Linked DNA regions of Ovis aries: region 2 is linked to region 1. A link is a contact called in public Hi-C data. All regions are on one chromosome and are shown on one strand. The core of a region is the stretch at or near the end of the contact, and the rest is flanking DNA. Distances in the headings are between cores, read along the strand shown.

Region 1 (3,375 bases), core at 406-2,905:
CTCAATCGTGTCCACCTCTTTGCGACCCCATAGACTGTATAGTTCATGGAATTCTCCAGGCCAGAATACTGGAGTGGGTAGCCTTTCCCTTCTCCAGGGGATCTTCCCAACCCAGGGATCGAACCCAGGTCTCCCTCATTGCAGATGGATTCTTTACCAGCTGAGCCACAAGGGAAGCCCGGGAACTGTTATTTAGAAAATATCCTTAGTCGATTATTACCTCTTTTTTTTTTTTGAGCTTCATTGAAGTGTAATTGACAAGTAAAAAACTGGATATATTTAGGTTGTACAAGGTGATTTTTAAAAAGTGTACATCGTGATGATTTAATGTAAATGTATACACTGTGAAATGATTACTATAATTGAACTAATTAACACATCCATCACCTCACATAGTTACTTTTATGTGTGGGTGTGATAAGAACATATAAGAATTAGGTCTTAGCAAGGTAGGGGATAACTGAGCCTAGAAAAGTTTAAGAACACTGGCCTGGATTAACATTTGTGGATCACCATTGTTGGGGAAAAGGGTGGGTAGAACATTTGGGAGTCACTGAATCAAAGCTGTTTGTTTTAGAATCAGATGTTGGGCGCTGCCTGGGGTGGAACATTCAGTCTTGTGACTAATGGATGGTCTGCACAAGGCACGGCCTCTGGCTGTTATCTGCCAAGGAGGGAAGCCAGCAAACTGACAGTTCGAATTTGCCTTCAGGGCCCAGATCTCCTTTCCCCTCAATGGGTTCCCCCTTGTTGGTAACAGAGTTAGCACTGGCCTGGAACTTTGAGGTTTTCCTTTTCAATATCGAAATGCCAGGGAGGCTCCATGCCACTGCACACTCGTTCTAAGGCACAATGGCAGAGTCAGGGAGTGGACTGCTTGGAATGCAGCCTGGCCCCACTGGGGCTTTGAAATGGATTGGAACTAGCAGACTCATAAGAGTTCATCCTGGTGTCTTTTACAGATGGGCAAAGAGAAGGAAGCCAAGAGTTTGTTAACCCAGAAGGGTTAGCGATTTGTAGATTGGAAGAAGTCCGTGGTGATTCTTTTAGGAATTGAAAAAATTTTTATGTGAGGCTTATTGAGGTATAGTTTATATTATACTGAGGTATAATTTAATTTATGCAGTAAATTTCCCCTTTTCTGAGTGTATGTTTGATGAGTTCTGGAAGCTAAGTTCAGTGTCATACCACCAATGCCAGTTCTTCATACCACCAGACTAACACAGTCAGGTGCCTGCTAAATTGCTTCAGTTGTGTCTGACTCTTTGTGACCCTATGGACTGTAGCCCACCAGGCTCCTCTGTCCATAAGATTTCCCAGGCAAGAATACTGGAGTGGGTTGCCAGGCCCTCTAGGGGATCCTCCCAACCCAGGGATTGAACCCGAGTCTCATTATGTCTCTTGCATTGCATGTGGGCTCTTTACCACTAGCGCCACCTGGGAAGCCGGGAGTAGGTACTTACTGAACATGCTATATGCATGTGAGACTCTGAAAAATGAGGTAGATTATGCTTACAGCCTCTGATAAAAAATAATCATCACACTGGAAGTTCTAACAATACCTAAACAAGAAGGAGCTTCCTGTGTGGCCCTGGAAACAAATGGGAAGGAACAGAACGTCATTCAACAGTGTTGGAGTGACTCAGAAGAGCATTTTTTTTTTGCACCTTGAAAGTCCCAAAATGATATTACCACACTGAGACACATGAGGGCGCTCTAACAAGCCAGCATTACAAACACTTTTTTTTTTTTTTCATTCTAACAAAGGTTGTTTGTTTTTTAATTTATTGGAATGCTTTGTTGAAAAACCCTGGTGAATTCCCACTCCCACCCTTGGTCTCGTTGGCCACTCTTGGATGAGAGAAAAGAATTTGGCATCAAGTGAATCTGTCTTTGACTAAGTCCTCCGCGGTTTCTCGTACCCAACCACAGTTTTATGGTGAGGCTCCAGTCAGCTTCCCTATTTAAACTCACGTGGAGAGGCTTCCAAACAAACCTGAGATTAAAATACCTTGTAAATCACAAAGAGACCTGAGATTAGCCCTAAAATTCTTTTTTAAATTGTTGTTTTCAGGCCTTCCTGGAACAGAGCACACAAGTGTTAAATAATAATTGCTGGGCCACATTTTACAAAGACTTGTGAGGCGTTTCTTTCACCTAGTCAACAATTTGGCTGGTTCCTTGTCAGCAGAACCATGGTGATCCATTTAGAGGAAAGCTCTCTTTACAGCAAAGCAGCAGGGAGACAGGACAGGGTTACTGGTTTTGGCGTCTAAGTGGCTGTTCAAAACAAAAACCAAAAAAAAAAAAAGGTTCTGGATACATTTAAAATTTTTTGAAAATCAATGACTCATTTGTTACAGAAGAACCAAGTACAAAATAAAAGACACTTCATAAAAATTGCATTAGAATGCTCTGATGGGACTCTAATGAATTTAATGCTAGGGGTGCACTGTTTCCTTGTAAGGTCTGGGAATTCTTAGGGATCACTCTCTTAGGGGAAGTGTTAGATTCCATTATTTGCAAAAATGTCTCTGCAAAGACTTTCTACAATTAACAGAATAAAATGCTCACTTGAAGAAAGAAGTCTTTTACTTAGTCAAACCTATCCAATAAAAAATACAATTGTTTCAAGCAGAAAGTTATCTCTGGCTGTTGTGTCCAAATTATGTAATAGCATGGCCTTAAAACTAGGAAAAAGATAGAAAAGAGATGACTCTAAAGACAGGGTGTGGCCCTGGCCTGGATTCGTGGATGCTTGGCACCAGTCAGGAGGACCACCCCAGGGTACTCTGTCTCCACATAGAAGTAAAATCCTGAACCACTCAGCCAGACGGAGACACCTTCACATAGTCCCACTGTAGATGTTCTCAATCACCTCCTTCAAAAGCCATTCTCTCATTCTATCTTCACCTTAAACCTCGGACCCAAAGTTCATCATCATCATCACCATCATCAATATTTGTAGTTTCTCCCCTCTCAGTTATGATCTGAACCCTCCAACCTGCCAATCCATCCTCAGACAAATGTGGAAAGAATCTTCTTAATCAACCAAGCCCTTAACCTCTTCCTCCCCTGCAACTCTTCCAGGAATGTCCTTCCCTCTCACCAGGGCTCACAAACAGAATACAGCCAATGCCAATAATCTCTCTGGGCCCATCACCTATCAGAGTTGTGTTAAGAATGCCAGGAATGTCAAGTGGCCATCACACTATCTAACCATCAATTTGGGATGGATTTACCTTCAAGGTGACGTACACTCCATTTTATTATAAATCCCTACACTGTTCATTCTGGAGAAGGCAATGGCGCCCCATTCCAATACTCTTGCCTGGAAAATCCCATGGACGGAGGAGCCTGGTGGGCTGCAGTCCA
Region 2 (3,375 bases), core at 271-2,770, 33 kb after region 1:
TCCATGGGGTAGTGTATGTGGAGAGTAGAGACTGAGTTAACTTCCCTGAGCCCCCATTTTGCTTCTCTGGGTTTCCATTTTTTCCACTTGTGAAATTACAGGGTTGGAGTCGATGAGCTCTAAACTCTGTTCCAACTCTACCATCTGATGATGTACCAGTTCTTTTTAATGATGTTCCAACTGCTATTAAACATATATTTTGTATTCCAGTCAGTCAGTATTTTTAGCAATATTGTAGGATTCTGCTGCAGGAAAATTGGTCATAATTGGGTACACAATCATAAGTCAGATAAAATTAAGTTTTTTCCCTTTACAAAAACAACATGTGATTTGCAAAATAGTTTTGGAATAGTTGTAAATAATAAGCTCTGCTTACACATTTAAAATAAAGACATTTTTAATCCAAGTTTTCAGGAGAAGCAGAGTGTAGAGTGAAATACACATGCATCAAATAACAAAAATATAAATGTCATAAAAATCAAAGCATTTTGGAATACTAAAGGAAAATTCAATGCAACATCCTTATTTTAAAAAATAGGGGACGATTGAACAAAAAAGTTTACTTACCTGCTCAAGATCACTGGTAGTTAACAAACGTTAACAAAAGCTGTGTAAAAACATCAATCGCAGAATATTTTCCATATTTTTCTCTATTCATATTGTGGGACCACACCTCCTTATTTACCACTGAAGAAAAAAAATCTCAGATGTTCAGTGCTTAAACTGAGGAATATTATTTGAGATAAAAATTAAAGTTATAAAGCAGACTCATTTTCCTCCTTTGTGGACACACCACATTCTAATAGTGTAAATAGTAAATTTGGATGCATTTGAAGTAATCTACCTATGAGTTCCTTAATTTTGCTGAACTTTGAATTGCCACTGAAATAGCATAATAGCAAGCTATTATTTTCTTAGTTTAGATTTTTATTGTTTTTTCTATAAATAATACTATAATTTTTACAAGTACAGATTGATCTGGCAATAGTATATTTTCTTTTCTTTTTTTTAATTGAAGTACAGTTGATTTACAATATTTTCTAATACTGATATTCACTGAAATAGCAGATATGCTTTTATTAGTAAGACTTGACTCTTGTTCCCAATTGTGTGTTTTATTATTCTTTTCGTGTTCTTGTATTAAATATGAAATAACCTCCCTTTTTAGAGTTATCAGTTTAAAGCGATGATTCGAAATTAATTATTAACACAAAGTACTAGTCAGTTTCAAGGCACATCACTTTATTTCTGCCATGGACCCCAGAGCTTGAAGTTAGCAGGGCTCTTTAAAACCAATGCTTCTAGCATTTCATTGACTCACACTAAATCGGTCCCTCGATCACCCAGTTAATTTTAACCTTGACCTCCCACAGCTGTACGGCCATACTCAGTCCAAAAAAACTCCCTGCTTCCACCCTTTCAGCCTCTCATGAAGAAATAGTGGAGAGGAAAAACACTACCCATTCCTTTAAGAAAGATTCCGCCTCCTCTCTCATAAGCAAGCGCCTAATGGTAATTGTGGAGTCTCTACCAGAGTCACACACTTTACTACTCGGCGTTGGGAGAAGCTGCCGCTGCCGCCGGTCTGAAGCTGCAGTGGGTTTCTGTGCAGCACTGCAGAATCCACACCTAGAAGACACGCACGTCTACTGCCCTGGACACAAGAAAGCCTTGCATCCTAAGCGGGTAAGCAAGTCTTTTATCCATTTTGTTCAGAAACTGTGGGAAATGGAGTGATCACGGGAAGGATTGCTCATCAGACATGCTTAAAATGGATTATGTTAATTTGTCTTCCTTTGGGGCTGGGGGGGGGGGTGCTCTAGATCTCTGACAGGCAAACGTCCTGTGCAGTGGAGACTATTGTCTGATATGTACCCCTAATACACTTTTGGGGGGCTATTCATAAACCGGCTAACCTTGATGCGTGCCAAGCTTTTTTTTCATTTTTTGCTTTCTAAATGCAAGAAAACATCTAGCCACTCCCAATATCTCTCTCAAATACTGCAGATATTTTAAAATGCCAAATAAAATGACACGCTAAGCATTTTCTAAATATTTTCTCCCCAAAGCCAGGAAACCTTCCCCACCATCCTTTAGGGGTATTTAAAAACCATGAGGCATGGTTAGATTTTGAGCATATGGGAGATGGTGGTAGACTAAAATTTCTATAGCTTTGGTCCAGTGGAGAGAGAAAGCGAGGATAAATGAATCACAGTTTGTGCCAAGACAAGATTCATTTTCCACACTTCATATGTGGGAAGAGGAAACTACATTTTAATTAGCACATTTTTAGGGAAGAAGGAGGGGATGAAGATGAGGGGGATGGCACGAACTATTTGAGGGGGAAGAGAAGAGTCTGCAGAGGAGGAAGGAAATGAAGTGGACTGTCGCCAATGCCTTGGAAACGAAGGGAGATAAGGGTGGGGAATGAAGTTTGCTGTTGTGTGTTAGGGTGGGGTTGACCCAAGAGACCGTGAATAACCAGAATGTCGCTCAGAGGGTGGGCTTGGGAGTGGATTTGTGCCCGCGCAGGACACGTATGCGGGAGGGGTGTGCAAGTCGTGGGTGGGAGAGAAAGGTGTGCGTTGCTGGGAGGTCCATTTCTAGGGTAGGTCTTGTCTGGGCAGCGGGGGGTGGGTGGCCCAGTGTCACCTGTGGATAGATCTACATCCCTGCAAAGTTTACCGGGCCCCGAGTTCATTTTCAAGGCTGGCAGTGCCTTGACTTTTCACCTCCAAGAGATGAGCTCTCATAAGGTCTCAAGGCCAGGGGCCAAATTCGGGGTGAAGACCCTTGAAGCGTACAAGTGGCGCTGATAAGAGAGCCCCTGCCCCTCTGAGGAGATGAGTAGCGGGAAAGAGGCGCCCCCATAGGCAACTATGCTGAGAACACCCAGGCCCCTCCAGTGAGGGGTGTGTGGAGGTTGAACCTTAGCAGTGGCCTCCTGCTGAAGACCCAACAGCCAGTGTAGGCGGCCGAGGTTGACTCTGAAAGCTGTGGCTCAACCTCAGGAGTGTGGCCGGTGGTGGAGGGAGGGGGGCGCCTTGCTCAGGTTTGGGCGGGCGGCATTTCCAAGGCGCCCTTCCTATCCCTCGTAGTCGAGCTTCCGTCGGGGTCTTTTACTCCTCCGACCCTCCCGCAAGGCACGCAACGGATCGAAGCTGTAGAGCTGGAGGAGGACGCTAAAGAGATGCCAGACAGCTGCCCCGCACCAGGCCATCCCAGAGGCCAGGCCTGTAGGGCCCCGCGGCCGCGGCTTTAGGGACTTGGTGCGGGCGGGAGACGAGGGGGCCGTAGGGGGCGGTACCAAGGCTCTGGAGGGCCCCGAGGGGCCGCGTTGGGGGCGGGGCCTTGAGGAGGCGGGGTCAGGAACAT

Evidence for each region. A called contact is a pair of places that touch in the nucleus more often than the background predicts.
Region 2: a contact with region 1 is called in a Hi-C map of tail adipose tissue, with 2.5 times the contacts expected there. The contact joins the promoter of ADD3 here to the enhancer-like site in region 1. A contact is called at or near these places in 3 of 16 Hi-C or Micro-C datasets (skin fibroblasts and tail adipose tissue).

What each region holds. Positions count from the first base shown.
Region 1 is chr22:30,081,941-30,085,315 of ARS-UI_Ramb_v3.0, forward strand. No RefSeq gene overlaps it. Among named protein-coding and RNA genes, the nearest start is that of ADD3, 33 kb to the right of the region's middle. Within about 2 kb of position 1,656, at least 7 of the 54 cell types and tissues checked have an H3K27ac peak or open chromatin away from gene starts, as enhancers often do. A contact at or near this core is called in tail adipose tissue, where this site is marked.
Region 2 is chr22:30,114,961-30,118,335 of ARS-UI_Ramb_v3.0, forward strand. ADD3 (adducin 3) reads left to right here and starts at 1,521. Exons shown (of 13, transcript XM_060404448.1): 1 at 1,521-1,686.